Regions from separate parts of the Mus musculus genome. Here region 1 is linked to region 2. The links are chromatin contacts, called in public Hi-C maps. All regions are on one chromosome and are shown on one strand. The core of a region is the stretch at or near the end of the contact, and the rest is flanking DNA. Distances in the headings are between cores, read along the strand shown. Region 1 holds the start of Gpa33 (glycoprotein A33 (transmembrane)). Region 2 has its middle 38 kb from the start of Dusp27.

Region 1 (6,265 bases), core at 1,077-3,576, 41 kb after region 2:
CTCTGAGGGACAGCTGTTAACAAGAAACCTTAGCCAGTCTCTAAATTTAGCCTCTGGCCCCATAGGATGGCAGCTCTCTGGGAGGAAGGAATGCAGGCTTCACTTAACCCTTTCCCTTCCGGCTGATTCTCAGACATTGATGTTTAGCAGTGGGTTTAGAACAGGCTCATGCTGTGACACAAGGACCTAGAGAAAACCATCTCCCGCAGGAGGCTGGCTCCTCAAAGCACTTTCTGAAAATAATCCAAATCAGCACATTTGGAACGAACTTAACTTTACCTCATAGCATCTTGGAGGAAGCCTAGGAAAGGAAAATACCAATTATACAGAACAGGTTGGCCCTCAGCCAGGCATGGGGAGAACACCATGTTTTGATTAAAGAGAAGTCATGGCTTGAGACCAGCCTGACAACAAGTTGTACCTTCCCTTCATATCTCTGCCTCACCATTCATGGCCCTGGTAGTGGCCAGTTGCAACTAGGGAGTAACGTAAGAATTCGGAAGACTTGATAAACTCCAAAAGACTCATGACCCACTCTATGGTGGAACTCATGACATTCTGCCACCATCCTTGCAGTCCCCAACTGCCCACAGTTAACCCTCTCATGCTCGACGTCCTGAGAGTCCGTGCATCCTTCCTTCTACCTGCCTCCATGCTTCTGGTGGCTTCCAGTTCACCCTCTCCACAGTGACCCCTCCCCTATCCATCCATCTTTCCATCTGCCTCCACGTTTGTAAATATTTCTTAGTTACCTCCTATGCACTGGGCACTGTACCTGACTAAGTTAGTTAGACTCATAGCCCTTGTCTTCCTAGCTAGATGGAAACGTGCCCAGAGTAGTAGCCTCAGAGATTGGCTGAATGAATGAATGAGCTCACAGTTTATTAGGAGGCATTAGACAGAGACTAAATATAGCTGAAGTGTAAGAGTGGAGTTCCTGCCCTAGAAGAGACTCAGAGCGCTGCACTGAATCTCAAGAAGGAGCAAGTTCTGAGCTGCGAAGCCAGGGAAGGCTTCGTGGGAGACATGATGTAGGAGCAGGCCTTTAAAGGATAAGCTGGATAAAATATAATGGGTATAATAGTGGGGAGGGGCTGCCGAGAGAGCACAGTGCACAGTCCTGCAGCAGGAAAGAACGAGCCGCAGCCGGCTAGATGTCTAAGTAGAGACAGAACAGAGGTTACACACCCTGGAAGATAACTCTTAAAAGGGAAGGGACGTTGAAGAGTGAATCCTAGCACACCTTACAGGACAATTTAAGGAGCAGATGGACGTCCGTTCATTTCTTAAGGGCTGCAGAGTCAGCAAGAGAGCCAGAGTAGAGACCCAGCATCAGGGGGTCTGTCCTGAGTAAGATAACCTGACGACAGTGTCCAGAAACTGGAAAATCATCATATACAGTAGGAGAAGGCTAAACTGTGACTAAGCAAAGTGTAACAGGTGAAAAGCAATAAGTTTGTAAGCCAACTAAACCTGGTAGTTAGAAAAGATCACTGTACACAGGGAATTTGTAATACAAGGCAACACCTGGGAAAGCATTTATAGTAATCACTTTATCAAAAGTGAGTTTCCCAAGAACACAAAGACACTCTAGAAACCAGGAAGCCCAAGACCAATAACTATGTAGAAATATGAACAAACTTGGAAAAGGTAACACGTGGTGTGATATTATTCATTACCTATTAAGCAGAACATAGTAGTGCTGTATGTATGAATGCAAAAAAACTCTAAGGTATTTTATTAAATAAAAATATTTAAATGACATAATATCATTTGTACATATTCTATAATGTAGAGTATCTATGGCAGAGCCTGATCAGATAGCTCTCCCGGAGAGCTATTTCCTATAGATATTCTTGGCTGTACTGAAACTGACTCTGCAGACCAGGCTGACCTCAAACTCACAGAGATCTGCCTGCCTCTGCCTCCTGAGTGCTGGGATGAAAGGTGTTTCGGTTCACCTCTTACATTTATTCGAAGGTAACAAACATCTCAGTTGTTTTGGGACTGTGAGGTTTCAGGGCTCCCAGGTTACAAGACTATGGTGTTAGAAACTGAGAGGAAGAACTAAGATACATTGTCATCTTGGTTTCTTGTGTATCTGCTACTTTCCCAAGCCGGGTACCAATTCTGAACACAGGAACTTCCTGTGTCCTCCGAGACCACATTTCTGTCCCAGTGTGGGAGTCAGAGAAGAGAGGAAGGGCAAAGAAAAAGACAATGCCGGGTCTTAATGTGCCTCAGCAAGTGTGGGCAACACCCTGCTTTTACTAGCTTTCACTTCTGAGCTCGCTCCCTTTTTATTACACAGCAACAACATCCCATCAGTTATGAGAGGTCCACACCTTCTGAGAAGCACAGGACTTTGCACTCCTGCTGAAGAGGGAGAAGGCAGGAAGATGGCTGGCTCCAGGAAGGAAGAAGACTCTTGTTGGGGCCTTTCATAGAGTAGGTGGAGCAGGGGCCTCACCCCATAGGTGAGCTCACCTGCCAGTCCGTTGACTGGGTGGGGCATGTGGGCCCAGTCTGGCCCAGGTGAGCTGGAGGAGAGTCACAGGGACTACAGGCTGAACCAGGCCAGAGGCCATAGCTTTAACCAGACAGCCCAGACCTGTCCAGTGCCCTGCCAGTTCCAGACTGGGCTTGTGTCGGGAAAGGAGCCAGACCATGTTGGGGAAGGCAGGATCTGTGGTGTGGATGTTCTGTGCAAGTGAGTACGCCCCTCTGCTGCCAGCTCTGGGGAATGGGTGGGGTGTGTGACCGACTGCTGAAGCAGAGGCAGTCCTAGTGTCCCTCACTTCCCCTGGTCCCAGCAGTGCTCTGTCCCACTGAGCAGAGCTATACATTCTACTGTTTGGTGGGGGCAGTTTGTAGGCCTGGTCCTAAATCAACACAGTCCTTGTCTCCGTTAGCTCCCAAACAACCCCCAGTCCATTGTTGAAATGAGAAACTCAAAGGGTTAGACACAGTATTTGAAATTAAGGATTGCTCTCAAAAACGCCAGGGTGTGGATCTAGATAGATTTACTGCCTAGGGCAGTGGTTCTCAACCTTTCTAATGTGCTGAGCCTTTAATATAGTTCTGCATGTTGTGGTGACCCCCTAACCTTAAAATTGTCATTGTTGTTTCATAACTGCAAATTTGCTACTGTTATGACTCGTAATGTAAATATCTGTGTTTTCTGACGATCTTAAAGGACCCTGTGGGGGGGGGGGGGTAAACCATTCCATCTCCCAAGGGGTGGCGACCCACAGGTTGAGAACCATTGATCTAGGTTTTGGTTTTGGTTTTCCAGTCTTTTTAAAATTAGAAAAAGACACGACCATAAACATGTTAGCACCTATGTCACCCACAGGAAACTTAAAGAGGAAAAAATTTCCTCGATATCCTGCATAGAGCCACAAGCTGGAAAGCAGGCTTCCACAGGCCGGTGCTCCCTGTGTTCCCTGCCTGGCAGAGAACCCCTCCTCCCACCTCTCAAAGCAGCATCAGATGGGTTTGCGGCGGAATAGAAACTAAGTGTTAAATAGCAAAGCAGTTGTGTGGAGAAGGGCAGGGTGCCTGAGGGTGTCTGCATACCGGGGGTCAGGAACGCTGAGAGGAGTTTAGTTCAGAGACCCTAGTTCAGTGTCTTTGTCCAGCAGCTTGCTTCCAGGATCTGGGAACCACCGGGAGGAAGTGAGAGCTGAACAGGAAATTCAGGAGCCCCGAGGAGGCTTTGGTTAGCACACTGTTCAATACACCCTGGCAAGCCCAGAACCAACTGAGCCACCACCCGGCACATCCTCCAGGGCTCTGGGCTTCCTCTCCAGCCTGCCTCTGAACCCTTGCTTTGGAGTGAAGGACAACCTGCTAGGCAGGACAACTGCTTGATCAGTTCAAGGCTTTGAGGGACAGTTACTCTGCCTAGCGGGTTCAAGTTCTATGGGCAGGTCCATTTTTCCTGAGACAAATGCCCCTGTCCCCTTGGCTTGCCCATTCCTTCATCTGCTCGGTCCCTCATTGGGCACAAGGATTGTGTGGGTGCCTGAGGGATGGGAAGTCTGGATTTGCCAGCCTCAGCCTTCATATCTGAAAGGAGGATGCTTGCCTCAGGAGAGGGAGGCTGGAAGGACACGGCCACCCTCTCCTACTCTGCTCCAGGATTTTCTGACCCTTTCCTGAGCCAGGACTTTTCTCCATGCACATGCATGCATACATGCACACACCTGACTTGCACTCGCACATGTGCACACACACACATGCACGCACCAGTATAAAACTCTGTGTTCTTTACCCTGTTACTAACACATGTATGCATAAAAGAAGTAATACTGGCTCAGGGAAATACCAAAAACTGAGAACACAGTCACTTGCCCAGCTTAGAATGAGAAATGTCCTCAATTCTCAACTGCCTGGAGCAGGCTGGTGGCCTTCTCCTGGAGTGTGAGGCATGTGACCTCTGGGTGAACCCAGCCAGCAGGAATAGCTGAGGGGTGGGAGATGGGGGGATGAGGGTGGTGGAGTGGGAGCATGGGGTGTGTGTGTGTGTATCCTGACACACTGTTAAAGTGTGTTCTCTGCCCTCACCCTCTCCCCTGCCAGCTCTGCTCAGAACCACATGCCCACCCCACCTTTCTTTCCTCCATGACTATCTGCTCTAAGAAGAAGTCTTGGAGCCCTGGGGCAAAGGAAACCACTCTGCCAAGTGGTGGCTTCGTCATTGCCAATCCTGGGTACTGTCACAGATCAAACCGATAAGCCTCTGGGCAGTGCTCTCCCCTGGGCCTCGAGGGCAGGCATCACGTTCTGCATTGTGTGATGGGGGTGGGGGAGCTAAGAATCATGGAAAGTTCCCTTCCCTACCTGATCATGTCCATCATAGATTGTGCTGATTGTGTTTGGGAGAGAGGCACTGAGTTCACGAGATAGCCCAGGCTCACTGAACTTTGGGGAAGTGGAAGATATTATAAGGTTGTACGGAGGTGGTTTAATTTGGCACCTTAGATTTTTTTTTAGATTTATTTTACTTGAATGCATATGAATGTTTTTGCTAGCAAGCATGTATGTGAACCACATGCATACCTGATGAATCCCTGGAACTGGGGCAATGAATGGCTGTGAGCCACCATGTGAGTGCTAGGAATCTAACTTGGGTCCTCTGCAAGAGCAACTCATGCTCTTAACCTCAGAGCCACCTACCCAGCCCTAGAATTATTTTTAATGGCAAACGAGGCTGAGACAAAGACTCACTGGGTCCGAGTGCTTGCTGTGAAGACTAGAGGATCTGAGTTCAAATTCTTAGCACCCACACACCCACATTACAAAAAAAGTTGGGATAGCTATGCGTGCTGAAACTCCAGCCCTGAGGAGCAGAGACAGGCAGGACGTAATGGGAAGTCAGCCAGGCCGAGACTGGGAGCTTCAGATTCAGCACGGGATTCCGAAAAGTGAAGTCAAGAGGGATGGAGAAGATATTTAATATCCTCCTCTGGCCTCTCATCTGTGTAAACACACACACACACACACACACACACACACACACACACACGTTGGTCTGCTTTCATTATCATAGATGACATCTCTAAATAGAGTAATTGACAAAACACACTTGCCCATCAGGCAGATGCCCCGCCCATTTTAATGCTCTCACTCTGAGGACCTCTTCCCTCTGACTGGGGCACAGGCAAATCACTTCACCTCCGAGAGCTCCATGCCAAGGTTTGCAAAACCCAGAGGCTAATTTCCAATGCAGCCAGTGCCCACTGTACCTGTCACATAGTTTCTTCAGGCAAAGACCTTAGAACTGGACCCTGTGTGGAACTCTCAGTGGATGCTGGTATTATTGCTGCTATTATTAGAGTGAGCAAAGACAGGTACCAGAAGTCAATGACACACTAGTGACCCATCATCTAATAGCTCTGATCTGACCAAAATGAGCCAGGAAATGACACCGAAGTCCTTGCGGACAAGTCCCAATTATCACCCAAGCAACCAGCATGGGCCTACCTGTTCCCCTCAAAGGCTGCTAGAAAAACCCTCCAGTTTATGCACAAAATCAAGGCTCTTCCAGTCAAGAAAATTTTCAGCCACTAGATCTCCTGAAAGATGAAGAGATGTGTAAAATGGCTTCCACCAGGAAAGTTCCAGAGAGTTCATGGTCAGTTCTGCCAGGAGCCGAGACCTGACAATATAAACACAGGCATGCACTGTGCATGTGTGTGCACACACACACAATCAGACACTGACATACATGGACACACAGAGACACAAACATACAGACAAA
Region 2 (5,455 bases), core at 922-3,421:
ACACTGTTTGCTCTACAGTTAGGCAGAAATACATTTTAAAGTCAGCCCTGTCAATCTGATATATGGTTTTGTGCACATCATTTGACTTCAGTGAACTCATTCCTTCGTCTTTAAAGTGGGTGTAGAGATTTCTATCTCATAAGGCTGTGTGAGGTGCCTTCCTTTGGTGAAGACTCACTAGTCTTGCCTGTGAACTCTCTAGCAGGCAGCACTGTGTTTGGTCCTCTCTGCAGTCCTAGCACCAGAATAATCTTGTCTCACATTAAGCCCCAGGATGCTTGTCCAGTGAAAGAAGAGTTGATGAATGGAGATGACAGTGGGGTCCTTTATGGCAGCTCTAAACTTAAATATACACCAAAGTCTCGGAAGATATCCCAGTTGGTGGAGTACTTACCCAGCAACTCTTACTGGAGGCCCTGAGTCTGATCCTTAGCCCAGAATAAAACTGAGCATGGTGGTACAACCCTGTACAGCCAGCACTTGGAAGGTGGAAGTAGGTGTATCAGAAGTAAAAGATCATCAGTGGCTATATAGTGAGTTCAAAGCCAGCCTGGAATACATAAGACCCTGTCTCAAAACAAAATCATATCTATCTATCTATCTATCTATCTATCTATCTATCTATCTATCCATTCACCCATTTATCTATTCATCCATCCATTTATCTATTCATCCATCCATTCATCCATCCATCCATCCATCCATGTATCTGTTATCTATCTATCTATCTATCTATCTATCTATCTATCTATCTATCCATTCACCCATCTATCTATTCATCCATCTATTCATCCATCCATCCATCCATCCATCCATGTATCTGTTATCTATCTATCCATCCACCCATCTATCTATTCATCCATCCATCCATCTGTCCATCCATCCATCCATCCATCCATCCATCCATGTATCTATTATCTATCTATCTATCTATCTATCTATCTATCTATCTATCATCTATCTATCTATCTATCTATCTATCTATCTATCTATCTAATAGCAGACAGACATCAGGACAAATCTGTTTAGTGGGCCTAGTTTTAGAGCTATCTGCCTACATTTTGGCCTTGTGTGAAATGCACATTTGTCCTGACCCCACTTTCATCCAATGGGCAGTCATTTTCTCAGTCTGAGAGACCTCATGAGGATGAGTGATTTGCCTAATATCTCCGTCTGTCCTCACACACTCACATGCACACACCCTGAAATCAATCTGGAAACAGAACCCTAATTTCCCGGGAGCCTCAGCCCGAAAAGCCTTGTTGAAACTCCCCTCCTCCAGCCCTCTGCCGTCCTCTGGCAGTCTTTGTAATAAATTGAGAGCTACATAGCTACCTGCACAGTACGGCTTTAAAGGGGAAAGCTGTCTGAAAGACGCACAAATATTGTGACTCCCTGCAATGAAAGTGTCTCTCCCGGGAGCCGGATAGAGAAAGCCTGTGGAAATCTTAACCTCTTTGAACATGCCATCCTTTACGTAAAGCTCCTATTTAAGAACTGTCCCAGGAGACTGCATGCTTGTCATCTTCTCCACGATCTTTCGCAGTGCACTGTTTATTAGTGAGACGGTTAACGCGCAAAATGCAGGAAGGCCAACTCCGGCTCTGGCTTTGTTCGGGAACTGTCTCTTTTGAATGGCCAGGCCGCCAGCAGCCCTGCAGTTAGAGTCTAGATTTCTCTGTAATTGCTGTCTTAATCCCTCCCCGGGCTTAGATTCTTAAAAGGGCAAAATGGTACAGTACAGAAAGTGGTTTTAAAATTAGACATATCTAATTGTAAAGTCCGAGGCTCTGGTCTTTGGTTTTTTACCCTGTGACTCTGAAGATATTACTTGGCCCTTTGTCAGTCTAAGTGGACCACTGTGACAAAATACCATTGGCTAGGTAATTTATAAAGACAGAAGAATGTTGCTCAGAGTCCTGGAGGCTGAGAGGGTTAAGGTGAGGGCAGAAGCAAATTCAGTGTTTGGTGAGGAGCCTCTGGTTTTATACCTGACCTATCTTCTCAACATCTCCTCATAAGGTGGAGGAAGCAGGCAAGATCAGGCCCCACTTACTTTATGAGGACACAAACCTCATTTTCACGAACCAATCATGTGCTAAAGGCCCTACCTCTGAATTGTCTTTACTCTAAATTTAGAGATAAGACTTGATGACATAACTTGGGAGACACACATAACACTCCCTCTAAATTCCTCCATGTGTAAAACATGCTTTGTAGATTTTCATAGCAGTCTCTAAGGTGAGTGGAATTTAGCTGAACGATTGCTTGTCATTTGGCTTTCCAATGGGATTTCCAAAGGAAAAGCTGTGGAATTGTGTGTGTGTGTGTGTGTGTGTGTGTGTGTGTGTGTGTGTGTGTTTATTGCCCCTCTTTGGGGGTCACAGGGGCTGAGAGCAGAAAGCTGTCTCCGTGGCTTTCCTGTGTGAGGCCTTGTCTGCAACGGACTCTTGTTTGAGAAGTACAAGCCAGGCCCGCTTAAGGTGACTTCTCAGAGTGCAGCGAAGGGGGTGAGTCATGCCTGCTCTCTGCCTTCTTGACAGCTGCAGGGCACTGTGTTCCCTTGAGGAGTGTCTGGTTCTCCTTAGCAGCCCCTTGTAAATGAAATCACAGCAGGTTGATGGCAGCTGGTATGGGACAGAGCAGGGCCAGGACTAATTATTACTCTGGTGACATCTGAAGCTTCTTTCCTGTCCCCTGTTTCCCCTACCCTGTACCCTGCATTGCCTTGAAAAGCGTAGCCACTTGTCAAGACTGGGTTCTATTGGAGTGTTAAAGCCACCCTGTGCCCTGGAGAGAGATGCTTTCAGCTCCTTCCACTGGGCAGCCAGTGAAGTAGGAGGTTTCTCTACTTCCCAGATGGGGGACTGACCTACTCCATCCTTGAGCTCCAGCCTGGCAGTACCATCCAACTCTGAGTGTCCCTGACCTGCTCACACTCTGGGGTGCTATTTCTCCTGTCATCTTAACCATCTTGTTTACTCATGAGGTAGGAGGGATCATGAAACTAAAGAGAGAAAGTTTGGCTCTTTGAATGCTCAATGTGTTGTATAATGAATTACATAGCTAGGAATTTATTCTATGTTTTCAGAATAGGACTAATTTAAAAGCATGGAACACAGCAAATGACTGCCAGGGCACAATTGCCCTGTGCCAGGCATTTGTTGGAAACACCTGTTAAAAGCCATCTATCCTGGATGCATGTGAACTCTGACATGCAATCAGGTTGACTTGATTTCAACTGGGGTTTTGCGTTCCAGTGGCATATCATATCAAGCAATGCATTGCTTCATCTCTGTAAGTTTCAAGGCTTTCGTTGGTTTCTCCAGGGGAGCTGCCTTTACTTTGTCTAGCTAACCCCTCCTCAGTTTCCAGGTTCCAATTTAAATGACCCCCTCTTAGGGATATCTCCCTGAATGTCCCATCTAGGGTGACCTTTCCTTCCCACTTACCTCTGATCTCCATCATTTAACCCTGTTTATTTCCTTCCAAGCACTCACTATCTTCATCCATTGTAAACATTTCTTAGGAGCTGGTCCTCTTGAGACCAGGCTTGGTGTTTAGTTTCAGGAGATACAGCCCAGAGTATAAGCTATCCTTCTAGAGTTTACATCCGAGTGGGGTCAGACAGACAAATTGACAAGCTGATAATAAGCGAATAATATCCTGAGTGTTCTAAAGTGCCATTTGTTTATTACATCTCTTCATGAGAGTGTTATCTCCTAAAGGGTGAAAATCACTCGGTCTCGATTTCTACTGAATACTCAATGTCTATCATGCCATGTTTAACATGGCATATATTTTTTTTAAAACTAAGGCAAAATACCCAAAGAGTAGGATTTTGAAGAGTAAAGGAGATAATTGTAGCGATAATGTAGATAAGCTATGTTAAATCTCTCAGTGTAGTGCCTGGAATGCGCTAAACACTTAATATACATATTGGCTGTCTTTCAATTAGATTACAAAGCTGTGCTCTTAACTACTTTACCACATGGTCTATAATAACAGATATAATAATAACTGATTATTATTATAGAATTATATATAACAATGTACAATTACTGAAGTCTACTGCATGCCATGAACTGTCTGGGCACATTAAAAGAATCTTATTTAATTATAGTCCCACAATCATCCTGAAAGTTGCACATCTTTAAATGCCGAATTCCTCTAATAAAATGTAGACTGGGATGAGCCTCAGAGATGAGTACAAACATGTGCCGTGTGAGTTTAGGGCTAGAGACACAGGTAACCAGGAGGCCAAAAGACAGAACTGGGAAGGCACTGCTGGAAAAACCCCAGAGGGGGCAGGATACTGGCAGAGTGATAGGTGCAGGACTCTGCAGCTCAGGCAGAAGAAAAGCCCAAGAATGAGCACTGCAAGGTGCTCCAGGGAGTGCTCCATCCAAATGACAAGGGAAGGAATTTGGCATTCATCCCATAGATAACAAGGAGCCATTGAAGGTGTTTGTTTGTTTGTTTGTTTGTTTGTTTTTGTTTGTTTTTTGAGACAGGGTTTCTCTGTATAGCCCTGACTGTCCTGGAACTCACTTTGTAGACCAGGCTGGCCTCGAACTCAGAACTCGAACTCAGGTGTGTGCCACCACACCTGGCGCCATTGAAGGTTTTAAGCAGAAGAATACAAAGTACCAAAAGTGTGAGCTTTGTGAAGATTTATCTGGTTCTAAGGCAGGTGATGGCTCAGCACGCTGCTGTTAAGTGTGAAGCTGTGGGAAACAAGAGACTTGTTCAAAGAGATGGTGCGGATGGCAGAACTTAGGGGGCAGGTATGTGGTGCAATATTATCTGGCCCCAGGGAGGTGAAGGGTGTTGTCAAGCTTGGCTGTGAGGCTCCAGGTTTTATTTAGTATTTTGGTGTTTTCTAATGTGTTTAAAAAATGTCAAGGGCTGGAGAGATGGCTCAGTGGGTAAGAGCACCCGACTGCTCTTCCGAAGGTCCAGAGTTCAAATCCCAGCAACCACATGGTGGCTCACAACCATCCGTAACAAGATCTGACTCCCTCTTCTGGTGTGTCTGAAGACAGCTACAATGTACTCACATATAATAAATATAATATAAAAAAAAAATGTCAAGTTCCAGTTTGGAAACCTTGAAATACTGAGTGACTGGTGCATTCTCAGTGAACTCACTATTTGACAGGTTGGTGCATTGGACAAAAAACTATGTAGTACTGGCTATGAGAGATGCATCTTGCTTGGAGAACTTCTTATAAAATAAAAGTGAGAAGTGAAGGTTTTTGGGAGAATAAATGCAGTTAGCATTTAAAAAATGTCAAGTTCACAATCAGATAGCTAATAGTTCTTTAAGTCAATTTTGTTTTGTTTTTTAAATTCTCATGAGTGTCTTAAAACATCTTTCTTAAGATTGCCTCTGTTGTCTGTTGCTTCATGTAGCTTTTGATAGCACAGTGTCCTGGTGAGCTACTAGTGAAAA

Evidence for each region. A called contact is a pair of places that touch in the nucleus more often than the background predicts.
Region 1: a Hi-C map of the N1E-115 cell line shows a contact between it and region 2, with 4 times the contacts expected there. The contact joins the promoter of Gpa33 here to the enhancer-like site in region 2. A contact is called at or near these places in 5 of 39 promoter capture datasets (the 3T3-L1 cell line, the C10 cell line, epiblast stem cells and 2 more), 7 of 484 Hi-C or Micro-C datasets (the AML12 cell line, CD4 T cells, LSK cells and 4 more), 3 of 115 datasets of contacts at active chromatin or transcription factors (double positive thymocytes, embryonic stem cells and pancreatic cancer cells) and 2 of 9 other capture datasets (liver and pancreatic islet).

The regions. Positions count from the first base shown.
Region 1 is chr1:166,127,895-166,134,159 of GRCm38.p6, forward strand. It overlaps Gpa33 (glycoprotein A33 (transmembrane)), which reads left to right and starts at 2,327. Exons shown (of 7, transcript NM_021610.2): 1 at 2,327-2,710. The coding sequence starts at 2,668. It overlaps Dusp27 (dual specificity phosphatase 27 (putative)), which reads right to left and starts at 4. Exons shown (of 6, transcript NM_001160049.1): 1 at 1-4.
Region 2 is chr1:166,087,315-166,092,769 of GRCm38.p6, forward strand. No RefSeq gene overlaps it. Among named protein-coding and RNA genes, the nearest start is that of Dusp27, 38 kb to the right of the region's middle. Within about 2 kb of position 2,172, at least 24 of the 459 cell types and tissues checked have an H3K27ac peak or open chromatin away from gene starts, as enhancers often do. A contact at or near this core is called in the N1E-115 cell line, epiblast stem cells and pancreatic cancer cells, where this site is marked.